Regions from separate parts of the Mus musculus genome. Here all the other regions are linked to region 2. The links are chromatin contacts, called in public promoter capture Hi-C maps. All regions are on one chromosome and are shown on one strand. The core of a region is the stretch at or near the end of the contact, and the rest is flanking DNA. Distances in the headings are between cores, read along the strand shown. Region 1 holds the start of Nudt2 (nudix (nucleoside diphosphate linked moiety X)-type motif 2). Region 2 holds the start of Gne (glucosamine (UDP-N-acetyl)-2-epimerase/N-acetylmannosamine kinase). Region 3 holds the start of Ncbp1 (nuclear cap binding protein subunit 1).

Region 1 (3,789 bases), core at 1,161-3,660, 2.6 Mb after region 2:
CACACAGTGAGAGAAAATAGGGAGGGGTCGAGGGGGAATTAACAAAGAACAAAGACATCTGGGGACATGAAGGCTGAATTCTGACTGTAGGCAAGAGGCACCCTGAGTCTTATCTCAGGAATGTAGAATCCTCCTTAACAGCCCGGGGTGTCAAGCTGGGCTCAGCACATAACTCAGGTCCTTAGAAGTCTTCGGAGTCAGGAAGAGATAAGGAAGAGGAGACTATAATTCAAATTTCTAGGGTCTAGGTGCCAGGAAGGGATAGGGAGGAGGAGGTGACCGGCTCCTAACACAAGGCCATTTGACTTATTAGGGTGGGAAACTGCGAAAGGCTTACTTTCTCACGGTATGGTCTCCAACAGAGGGGGCCTCAAGTTTAGAAAATGCTTCTATGAGACTGGGCTGTAGGCAAACCTATAGGGCATTTTCTTAGTGATTGATGTGGATGGCCCACTGTGGGTGGGGCCATCCCTGCACTCAGGGTCCTGGGCTCTATAAGAAAGCAGGCAGAGCAGCCACAAGGAGCAAGCCAGTAAGCAGCACGCCTTCACAGTCCCTGCATCAGCTCCTGTCTCCAGATTCCTTCTGACAACGAACAGTGATAAGGATGAGTAAGCCAAACAAACCCTTTCTTCCTCAAGTTGCTCTGGGTCAGTTTCCTCACAGATGTTGTAACCCTGACTAAGACGAGCCACTTTCCCTGAATTTGGGTGCATTTACCTGTCTAATCACCCCCTTTCCTATCTGGTATTCCAAATATTTTCACCCTCTTTCAGTTCAAAACAGTACAAGATAGAAAAGTATACCTGACACTGCTGTGAAAGAAACTTAGCCACTCAGGTCAGGTTGTTACCTGAAAGACAGGTCCTCATTTGTAAAGTGACTCTAACGTGTATTTCTCATTGTTGAGAGTTTAAAGTATGTGTAGACAGACATGAATACATGCCAGTCACTCTTATCTTGTATTATAATAGGCCACCTGAATGCTTCTCTGTATTATACTGGCAGTCAACTCTTTCTAATAGTTGAATCAAGAATTTCCCCACCTCTGTGTCATAGTCCTGTCTCTCCTGGAACTCAGAGATCCTCCAGCCTCTGTTAGGAATAAAGACATGCACTATCATTTTTATATTTTTCAGGAAACAGCTGATAAACAGTGTTCACACTAAGTATTAGTAATTTTTAAAGATCAACAAGATTAATTCCCTTTAATATATTGTCAATTTTCTCTTTTGAATACTGTATTTCCTTATTAGTAAGAATTACATTTATTCTTTAACTGATTAGTGATTTACTTTTGTTTATGTCTTGTGTGTCTGCCAGTTGTGTGTGGTATGTGGGTGCCTGAAGAGTCCAGAAGAGGGCCATGGATGCCCTGGAGCAGGAGTTGGGAGGCTACTGTGAGCCACTTGGCATGGATGCTGGGAAATGAACTCAAATTTCTCTGGAAGAGAGGTTAAGGGCTCTTAACCACTGAACCATCTCTCCAGGCCCCCGAATCGCTCATTTTTGAGCTAAAAACGAGCACTCCATTAAAGTACATATGAAGCTGCACACATGCTGGCTACTGGATTTGTTCCTACTATGCTGGTGGTTCCTTTTTGACCTGAGAGGCTAGGCCTGGCCAAGCATTTTTTCCCAATAGTCTTTGCAACCCGTTGAAGCATTACTATTATTTTTCACAAAAGGAAAAAAAAAATAAAACTATGGTTCAGAAATATTTTTGAGTAGTTAATCAAATGCAGACACGTCCAATTTCTAACATCATTAAGCTTAATTGCCACTGGACATTAGAACATTTCTGCATTGGCAACTTGACTCTTCTCGATTTAAGCTGTTTCGCCTTTTTTTCTTAAGACGGGAATCTTGTGACTTTCTATCTCTGGGGGCTAAAGAGCACCTGTCACTCTTCCAAAAGATTGGGGTTCGGTTCCCCGGAACCTATACCAGGTGGCCCACACAACGTTTAACTCCAGCTCCTGGGATCCGACGCCTTCTGGATTCTGAGAGCATCTGCACGCACGTGGCGCGCATAGACAGACACAGACACACACACACACACACACAAGTAATAATTTTTACCAAACGTAAGATCTTTTGGAATGCAGGCAGGGTTTAATCGATAACTACAAAGCAAGCCTAGGGAGAAGATATGATTGGCCCGCTAAGTCCCAAAGGTGAATCTCTCTGCCTCTGGGATTCTTCCGACCCACGCCCTCACCACTGAACCTAGTCCTCTCTGGTGCACAGAGATAAACCGAGGTCCCGCGAGTGGATGGGGCCTGGCCTACACGCGCCTCACTGCCAGCTCCGTCCCCGCAGCAACAGGTCAGGAGCCCGCGACACTCCCCACGCCCCCCAGCCCCACAGCACTCACCCGTAGCCCAGAGGCAGGAGGCGGTCCTCGAACGGAGACGTAGCGCGCCAGCCAATCAGAAGAGCCCGGCTGCACTTCAGACGAGCCACAGAATTGGGCATCAGGCGCTTCCACCCGCCCCTGAGGCGTGGTTTTTTGGCTGGGACCGTCGCGAGATCTGCCTCAAGCTGAACCATTGGTGGAGAATGAACCGCCCCCTTCCCCTTCTGATTTCTGATTGGCCTTTTAGAGGAGAGGTGACAGGCTCTGTGAATGACCATTGGTCGGTGCTGCGGGACCGCGGGCGGGCGGGCGTCGGCGCGCGCGTTCGAACTGGCGCTTGTGGCGTTGCCATGGGGATGTGGCCTGGCGGACACCTAAGGCGGGTTGACCGGACGCTCTGCTAGCCCGGCCTTAGGGCTTTCTCCTCACCGCACTATTTCTTCGGTCCTCCCTGAAAACTGACTGAGGAGGAGCCGGGATTGCCCTGAGGTGAGAAACGGTGGCTTTAGCTTGAGCCCAGGCTCTGCGCCTGCGCGGGAGCGGGTGCTCCTGTCTGCGAGCGGCGCGAGCCGAGACCGGTATTTGCGGGGTAACTAGAACTTGGCTTCTCGGGTTCTTCGAGGGTTCTCGCGCTCTCTCACGTTTCATCTCCCTGTCTACCGCCTCTTCAGCAATTACCTCGACCACCACCAGCTTTGAGGCTTTTCTGAGTACCCCAAAGGCCTCTTGCCTTTGAGACACGCTCTTCAGAGCGCTTCGATTGGACTTTCGGTTGTTTTGTGAACTTCCGCAAACCTCATTCTCCTTTTTTCTCATATAATTTTGACCTCTGAGATAAGACAAGCCTTTCCACAGCGTCTTACGCATATTAGTTTTTTGTTTGTTTGTTTTGTTTTTTTAAGGAAATATTTGTTCAGTTGGCTTTCACTCACTACAAATAGATTCAGTTATCTTTCTGCCTTGTCCCATTCAAAGTCGATTTGGGGGCAGGTGGAAGAGAGAGGACACCCTAATCTCATATACAAGAGACAGAAAATTCAGCGTTGGCGTTCCCACGTTGGGGGCAGGAAGACCTGCTCAGTGTGGGTGGCAACATTCCCAAGGCAGGGAATTCTGAGCAGTAATAGAGTGGAGAAAGCAAGCTGACCGCTAGCATACATACATTACTTCATTATTTACTGCTTTTCTTTTTTTAAGTTTTTGTTTGTGTGGCTTTTGTTTGTTGGTTGGTTTTGAGACAAAGTTCTCAATCAGAGAGACGTGCTCTCTCCACATTGTAGTCTGGCCTACAAGTACCTCTTCTCAAACCCCTAAATGTATTTGCTTATAACAGGCCATTCTGTCCTTATATGCCCGAGGATTTCCTCTTGTTGTTTACTGACCACCAACTATCGTAACATTTTATCTGTGCTTTGGAAACTGAAATCAAT
Region 2 (4,000 bases), core at 454-2,953:
GTATTTAGAAAAAAAAAGTATGATGTGAAATGTGTTGGAAATTGACGTGTTATCAGAGCATTCATGAATGGTGACCTGGTCAACTTACAAATCGATGGTTGCTGATCTCAGACAGAAAGGTAGACAATGTCACCTCAGTGTACAAAACCACTCATTGTCTGTCCTTTCATGATGGGATGACCCTTGCAGGATCCAACATGGCTACACTAATACCATGCAAACCAGAGCTTCATCCTTGACTGAGATAGACCACAAGCTGTAAAAGTCTGATGGGGTCCACATTTAGCTTATAGCAAGAACCCCCAATGGAAGCTGAGGCAGGAGGACTGACGTGGCTTGAGACCAGTCTGGGCTACACAGTCAATCCCGTGCCAGTTTCAGCTAGGTACAGTGTAAGATCCTGTCTCAAAAAAAAAAAAAAAAAAACAACCTAAAAAAGTAGATCTGAAAGTTTCACTTGTGACTTTTTGTTGTTGTTTGAGACACAGGTGCAGCTGTGCTGTTCAGAATACTGTCTAGCTTCTCATTCTCTTGCACCTAGCTGTGGGAAATGTCACCCATGTCAGGAGGTTCACCACGATCTCTAACTTCAGCTCCAGGGTATCTGTTACCCTCTTCTGGACTTTGACATGTGCACTCTAATGTGTACACATCCTCTGCCCCACCCCCCTACCCCATATACATGATAAAAATAAGCTAAAATAAAATCTTAAAAACAAAACAAAACCAACCTTCATCAGGAGCTAGCAGCACAGGCCGCTCCCCACCTTCCTGGGTCTTGGATCTGCAATTAGTCTAGCAGATATTCTTGAGATGTCTGTGTACCTCAATCTATCAGACTATTGAAACTATGGCCTCAAAAAACCCTGAAATTTTCCCCAAGAATCTCATACTCAGAGAAGGAAAAGACCGAATGCTGGTGCTGAAAAGAGACTTCACACGGGACTGACAATTTGTGACTGCCACTTTGCTGGGGAAGTTAGAGTCCAGACAGTGACAGGTGGGCTACAGCTTGCCCTGGACCTCTTAGATGTGCACATCTCGAACTCTATATATTTTAACCTAAAATCTGAGGTCCCAAAATGGATCCAGGGGATATGTCTTTGGATATCTTTGTCCCTCTTCCCAACATGGCCACATTGAATTAACCTCCGTTTTTTTGCTTTTTTTTTTTTTTTTTACTAGTAACTCTGTTCTCATTAACTTATGGAGAACAGGTGACAGAATTTGGCTTCAAGGGGAAAAACTGTGAGGCCCAAATTTGGTAATAGAATTGCCTAGATCCCTGGAGTGACAGATAACTCAGAGCTGACTAGCATGTGTATTGTCACGCTGCACTCAGCCAGAGCCTCGTGGCAGGGGTGGCAAAGCTTAAATTCCAGGGTGCACTCTAGGACTACCGACACTGAGTTGCCTTGGAGTTTGGTCCACGAGATGGCACTCAGCTTGGGTGCAAAGCTAAAACAACCATCTCGTGGGAGAACTCGGGCTTAACTGTGGGCTCTGCCAGAGGAGAGAACACCCTCAGGCGAGAATAAGGGTCAGCAAACCGAGTGGATGCCACTACCAGAGGCGACACGACAGCGGAAGGTGCGCCACACGACTGACCAACAGAAATACGCCAAGGAGGGGCTGGGACCCGGTGCAGGCGGAGCCGGAGCGATCGACCGTTCGGCGCTCCGCGGGAGCCGGGGTGTGCGTTGCGAATGCAGGAGCAATGGCTGGGGCTGGGTCGAGCGCCGAGTCGTCGAGCGGCGCCGGGTAGCGGAAGCCACCGGGTGCGCTTGCCGGGGCCTGCCCTGTGGACCCGCTGGACGCGAGCCTGCCAAGTGCCGAGGTGGCGCCGGAGGGAACTAACCCGGCGGAGGCCACGAGTCAGTCGGTGACTCACGAGCATCGTGCCAGGCTCCGGCACCTCTGCTGCAGCTGTGGGCCTCGCGCTGGGCGTCCGGGTTCTACGCAGCAGGGCGCCTCTCCCGCCCGGTGCGTTGCTCCGGCGTGGGATCCCGGAGCTGTCAGACTCAGCGTGCGGGTGAATGGGGACCGGGGCTTGCAGAGGTAGGCCTGGCCAGGGTCCAGCCCATCCGTGCACGCAGCAGGCGGCACGGCCCTGGGTCCCTGGGCAGAGACGTGAGATAGCTGCGGGGGCCCAGCACTGCCTAGGTGGGGAGAGGGTTTGCACCGAGGGACTTCTTGGAGGCTTGCCCAACTCTGACTGTCTGGACACTCGGTGTCCTTGGAAATTTGATAGACGTTTATATCCGTCCTTGAACAGGCTTGTAAAATTGTTAGAGGAAAGAATAGATCGGCTTTGCACCTCGATAGGAGGGGTGTGGCGGCGGGGAATGGTTTCACAGTAAAGATAATGGTTTAGCCCGACTGTAGGGGCTCTGGAAGGAACATCAAACTGAATTATTATAGCTGGGCAGCAGGGTTCTGAGAACTCTGTACAGCCCTTCCCTTTTTATTGCGGTGAGTTCCATCCGCTCTGAGTGAAAGAAAGGAGTGTCTCAAGTTCTCCGGAAAGGTTTGCACCCGTGGATGTTTGTGGAATATACACACAAGGTAGAGGGTGTGTGCGGCAGTGACCTGCGTGTAGGAAGGTCATCTAGACTTGGCTTTGAATTGAAGTTCTATCAGTCATTAACTAACTGTGATTTAGATCAAGTGGATTTTTTTTTCTACACCTCAGTGTCCCTGTCTGTATAGTAGAGAAAATGAGGATGGAATAACGTGTCTAACGCCGTGTTAGCCCACTGCTGGAGGAAGCACTTAGCAAACGTTTACTTTACTGTTGTTTCTCTGCTGGTGACTGCTTGCACAAGTGTGCTTATACTTTCTCGTGGTTGGGACATTCACTTATCCTTTTGCAGCATTTATAAAAGCACAATTGAGTTGAATGTAGTTTGTGAGCATTGCCATTTCTCGGAGCCAGGGAGATTGCTGCTGCTGCTGCTGCTGCTGCTGCTGGTGTAACGCTTCAAACTTGACTTGAGTTTGGGTGCTCCAAACCCAGTAAAACCGGTCCTATAATTCGAGCAGCTGTAATAACAGCAATCCGGAAGCCTTGGGTTTTTTTGTTTTTTGTTTTTGTTTTGTTTTGTTTGTTTTTGTTTTTGTTTTTAGAGAGCCTGTCTCCAACAAGGTGAAAGAAACGTAGGGGAGAGCTGGTGAGGTTGTTCTGTGTGTGAGACAGGCATAGAATTGATAGATGACTCAAAGGCAGAGAAAGTGAAGTAAAAAGCTCTATTGAAGCAAGCTGACAGCTCCTGGTGGGATGGGATGGGCCCCCGGACTTGGAAGTTCTGGCAGGTGGACTCTGGGTTGGGCATTTTATAAGACCCCATTTCCCTAATTGTCTGGTCCTCCGGCCCAAGGGTGGCCTTTCCTTTCTGCTTGTTTTTGTTTGTTTGGGTGTTTGCTGTTGTGTTCCTGTCACTCATACCAGATCTTACAGAAGCGTGCCCCTGTGCTCCTTGTCTGTCTGAACCCCATTCCTGACTCTCCAGTGGCCTGATGCTGGAACTTGCCCTCTGGCCTCCGCTTTTACCCATGCAGCCAGCCATTTCACTGGCTCCCGTGTTATTCGTTTGCATTTTGCAATGTTTGGGACCTCAGACTTTTGTATGGGGATACACAGTATCCACTGGCAAATATAGATACAGTTGATCAATTTTCATTTTTGGTTAACATTCCACTAGGTAAAGAAGCAAGTTTTATCTTGCTTTGCCTTGTGCTTTATGAAACCTAAATTTCCTTCAAATGGTTTAAGTCCACTTTGTCACATTCCGCATCTGATAGTGACCGTGAAGATGCTGCTCACTATCTGCACCATAAAATGTGTCTTTAGTTGTTCAAGTCTTTAATCCCTGCACTCAGGAAGCAGAGGCAGGCAGATCACAGTGAGTTTGAGGCCAGCATGGTCTGTGGGAAAAAAAAAAATCCCAGGACAGCTAAGACTATGTAGAGAGACCCTGTCTCAAAAAATACAAAACAAAAC
Region 3 (3,905 bases), core at 256-2,755, 2.1 Mb before region 2:
TATTAGGACATTCTCTCAGGTACTACTGGCAGAAACCTGGGGCTCCACTATATGGGATTCGCTTGGTTGTCTTAACATTCCAAGGGAGGAAGCTAACCCAATTAAACTTGGGGGAGGGAGGGCTTTTTTTCTCAACGATGTCAGCATTTATCTGTGTGTATCACCTCTGAGACATTAGCAGTTGACAAAATAAACATCATCATGAACTACTGGTGAGCACAATATCTCATTTAGCCCCCCGTAGAAACCAAATGGCTTAGTATTATCCACAGTCCACGCTTAGGTTTAAGAAGTCATATGACCCTGACAAGATCACATAGTAAATAATCGAGATGTCGAGCTTCGAACCTAAACCCTTCGGTTCTAAAGTTTTTTCTTGCCTTAACCCTTTGGACCTAACACTAACAGCTCCAAGTGTGTTCTTGAAAGGCAATAATGGTGCAACAAAACAAAATTTATGGCAACACAACGACGTCCTTGCCGGCGACCATCAAAACTGACATGAGAATTAATAATCTGCTCGGGTTTTCCTGCACTTTCTTATAAGGGAAATATGCTTAAAGCCAATCCAACAAAACACCCCGTGCCTGTTTATTAGTGACCTCTGGGGTGTTGGTATTCTTTTTTTGAAGCCTAAAAGAGGGGAATCAGCGGGTGGCAGGTGGAGGAGAAGGGCTCAGATTGCAATACATCCGACCTCTGTCATAGCTTTGTTCTTTTCCTGTCTTCCCAGGGTCCTTTCCAAGTACACCCTGGAGGGCTAAAAGGAAAACACTGGTCCACTAGATATATCTCCTCCACTAAGTGATCCTAAGAGGCAGCAGCAGACAGACACACGTGCGGTTTCCATGATCAGTAGTGAGGGATTAAGTCCTCAGTGTCGCGGGACCCCAGGTCGGATTTGCTCACGGGATTCACCAGGCCTTCCTTTCCCATGACTGAAGGAGATGGGGTAGCAGGGAGGCCGTCGCTTTCCCGAAGCCACTATCCACAACCGAGCCAGCAGCCTCCCTTTGGGGCTCCCCGAGCCCTCCCGGGGAGAAAGGATTCCTATCCGTTCCCGGGAGACTGAAGGCGAGCCCGGCCTCGGTTCTCACCCGGACGCAGTGGCCAGGCCGAGAGCACTTACCATCGTTCTCGTAGCTGTGCCGCCTCCGCGACATGCTGCTTGCTGGTGCGCAGCCGATCTGAGTTGCTAGCCGCCTGCAACCCCAGAACCGTCGGGCTGCCGGCCGGCCGGTGCGCGGTCAGCGGCGAGGCGCGCGGACTGAGCGGCGCGCAGGCGCACTCGCTTACGACGCCTGCCGGAAGCGCGTGCAGAGGGGCACCGGATGGGCTCCGCAGTGGAAGGCCGGCGTCTGCAAGTCCAATTGCGGCCGCCTCCTCCGGCTTTCCACCCCGGGCCCTTCTGGACAGCGAGCTAAATTATCCGGGCCGCAGCGATCCCGCCTCGGCTTTATACAGGCCCGGCGGGATTTTCCCGGCGGCCCCTGCGCCGACGACTTAGGAGACTTCCGGAGAAAGGTGACGGCTCAGGGACTCTCTGCGCACGCGCGCGCCGGGGGGCGTGGGCTCGAGGGCGGGGAGCAGCGCCAAGTTGGTGAAGGGAGACCCAGGAAAGGCCTAGGGTTTGCGGGTAGGTGTTCTCTCTTTCTCTCTCGCCATCCCGCTGTAGACGCCTCGGGAGACCTGAGCGGGGAGGAGGGCAAGCCACTTTCAGCGGTAGGGAATCCAGGCCCGTCCGGCTGAATCTGCTCACTGTAGTCCTACTGCCTACTTCTCCCAGCTGACGGACGCCCCAGCTACTGATCGGTGTGGTTCCAATTGTTCTATTCCTCTGCACGTGTACAGTATGTGGACGTCCTCTGCCCTGTGATGGACACCAAACTGTCTTGTCCATGGTCTAGCCCAAACTTTTCCTTCAGTCTTACCTGTTACAGTAAATGGCCGTTTCGGTAGTTTGCTTAAATCCAAGAATTTAGGGAGGAGTCATTAGCTCCTTCACTTCCTGTGTTACAGTTTATCCACTAACACTGCCTGCTATACTCTGAGAGCAAGTCTAGTCAAACTTATTTACTATGCTTAAAACTCTTCACAGACTTAAAGCAATATTTTATGTATTTGTAAGTCTGTACATCATCCTGGAACTGGAGTTTCAGACTCTCTGTGAGCAAGGAGGAGAGTGCGCGGGAGCGGGGTGGGGGTGCTGAATCCCGGGTCTTCTGCTAGAGCAGTAAGCACTCTTAACCAGTGAGCCATCTTGCCATCTTTCCGGCTCTACTTCTCTTTGTTTATTTTAAAGATTATCGTTTTTCTATTCTTTTCATTTATTTATTCGTACATGCAAGCAATCCATCTTTCCAGGAATTTCCACTGCGAATTCCAAACTATGGCTTCTTGGGTTCTGTTCCCGTCATTGTGTGTAAACCACCATGTTCTTCTGCTAAAGTCCAGCTTGTTCACATTTTAGGAATCAAGACTTATTTTCTTTATCTGTTGGTCTCTGCTCTGAAATTTACATGACTAACTGTCAGGGACCTACAGAGTTATTTCTCTGACTCCTCAACTCTTGCTTTATTTCATTCAGCAAGTACTATATTGTATTAATTAACATTTGTCACCGTCTGTACATGGGACAACGAGACGGTGTTCAGGATACTGAAGCCCTAAGTGACCCTCTCAGGAATGATCACAGGTACTGTAGTCTGACGGACTTAATAGCAAAGGGCGAGTGGTACAAATTATCACTCATCCTTTGCTATTGAGGACAGATTATCCAGAGTAAGACTTTGGAAGAGTCCTCCAAGAAAGGATTTTAATATATTCTCATCTGGCTCCAGTTGCCTGAAATGAGCCAATTCGAGCCAGATGAGAATATATTAAAAATGGGTTTATTGGGAATCTGCTCTCAGGTGAGTTCACTGACCGCTACCAGGATTGAGACCAGGGAAGTCACTATGGGGATGGGGGTGGAGGAGGGAAGAACACAGGAGCAAAGAAAGAAGGGAAGGAGGCCCAACAAGGAGGCCAAAAGGTCTGGATTGTATAGAGAGGAGCCTCTGGGGGAAGGTTCAGGGTTGGGACAGGGTATACCAGATAGGGACTATGGGATACTGGGAGAACCTGAAGACCATGTCTGCTTTGATATGTAAAATATGCACCTTGGTCCAAGGTTAGAAACCAAACCTTAACCATTACTAAATCAGATAAGAAGTGAGTGTAGTTCAAAGTGGATTGCTGACTTTCAAAGGATGGCAAAGCATTGGGCCTGGTATAGTGGCCCCGAATTCTAGAAGTAGAGGCAAGGGGAATCTTAAATTTAGGATTACTAGAACCTCAAGGCCAGCCCCTACTATATAGCAAGACCCAGACTCAGAAAAATTAATTTAAAAACTAGGGGTTGGCCCAGGCAGCATACACCAGCTGATAGGAGGCCCCAGACACATATATAGCAGAGGACTGTGTGGTCTGGCCTTAGTGAGGGAAGATGCACCTAACCCTCAAGAAACTTGAGGCCCCAGGGAGTGGGGGCATTCTCTTGGGCAGGGGACAGAGAAGGTGTGGGATGAGGAACAGAGGGCAGACTGGAAGGTGGATAAAGACTAGACTGTAAAAAAGATTCAAGAATAAAATTTTCTTAATTTTGTTGGAAAAAAAAAATAGGGGTTGGCAAGATGGCTCTGTGGGCAAACCCCTGCCACTCAAGCCTGACAATACAACGTGTGTTTGATCCCTGGAGCCTGTGCAGATATGGAACTGGCAGGCATCTCGGCACAAGTAGCCACAGAAGTAAATCAAATGTAACAAAGAAGACTGCATTGGTTATAGTGTATCCATTTTGGTAAGATTTGGCCACAGTAGCAATTTGGAAATTTTGGCTCTGAGATTTGAGAACAAAAGAAACA

The links. Promoter capture Hi-C pulls out the DNA fragments that hold promoters and counts their contacts. Capture Hi-C pulls out chosen DNA fragments and counts their contacts.
Region 1: a promoter capture Hi-C map of pancreatic islet shows a contact between it and region 2. The contact joins the promoter of Nudt2 here to the promoter of Gne in region 2. A contact is called at or near these places in 1 of 39 promoter capture datasets (liver) and 1 of 9 other capture datasets (pancreatic islet).
Region 3: a contact with region 2 is called in a promoter capture Hi-C map of liver, with 2.7 times the contacts expected there. The contact joins the promoter of Ncbp1 here to the promoter of Gne in region 2. A contact is called at or near these places in 3 of 39 promoter capture datasets (the C10 cell line, liver and pre-B cells) and 1 of 115 datasets of contacts at active chromatin or transcription factors (large pre-B cells).

What each region holds. Positions count from the first base shown.
Region 1 is chr4:41,463,769-41,467,557 of GRCm38.p6, reverse strand. Nudt2 (nudix (nucleoside diphosphate linked moiety X)-type motif 2) reads right to left here and starts at 2,410. Exons shown (of 3, transcript NM_025539.2): 1 at 2,378-2,410. Kif24 (kinesin family member 24) reads left to right here and starts at 2,710. Exons shown (of 13, transcript NM_024241.2): 1 at 2,710-2,848.
Region 2 is chr4:44,070,420-44,074,419 of GRCm38.p6, reverse strand. Gne (glucosamine (UDP-N-acetyl)-2-epimerase/N-acetylmannosamine kinase) reads left to right here and starts at 1,703. Exons shown (of 12, transcript NM_001190414.2): 1 at 1,703-2,058.
Region 3 is chr4:46,136,111-46,140,015 of GRCm38.p6, reverse strand. Ncbp1 (nuclear cap binding protein subunit 1) reads right to left here and starts at 1,505. Exons shown (of 23, transcript NM_001033201.3): 1 at 1,130-1,505. The coding sequence starts at 1,163. It overlaps Tstd2 (thiosulfate sulfurtransferase (rhodanese)-like domain containing 2), which reads left to right and starts at 1,541. Exons shown (of 10, transcript NM_173033.3): 1 at 1,541-1,636.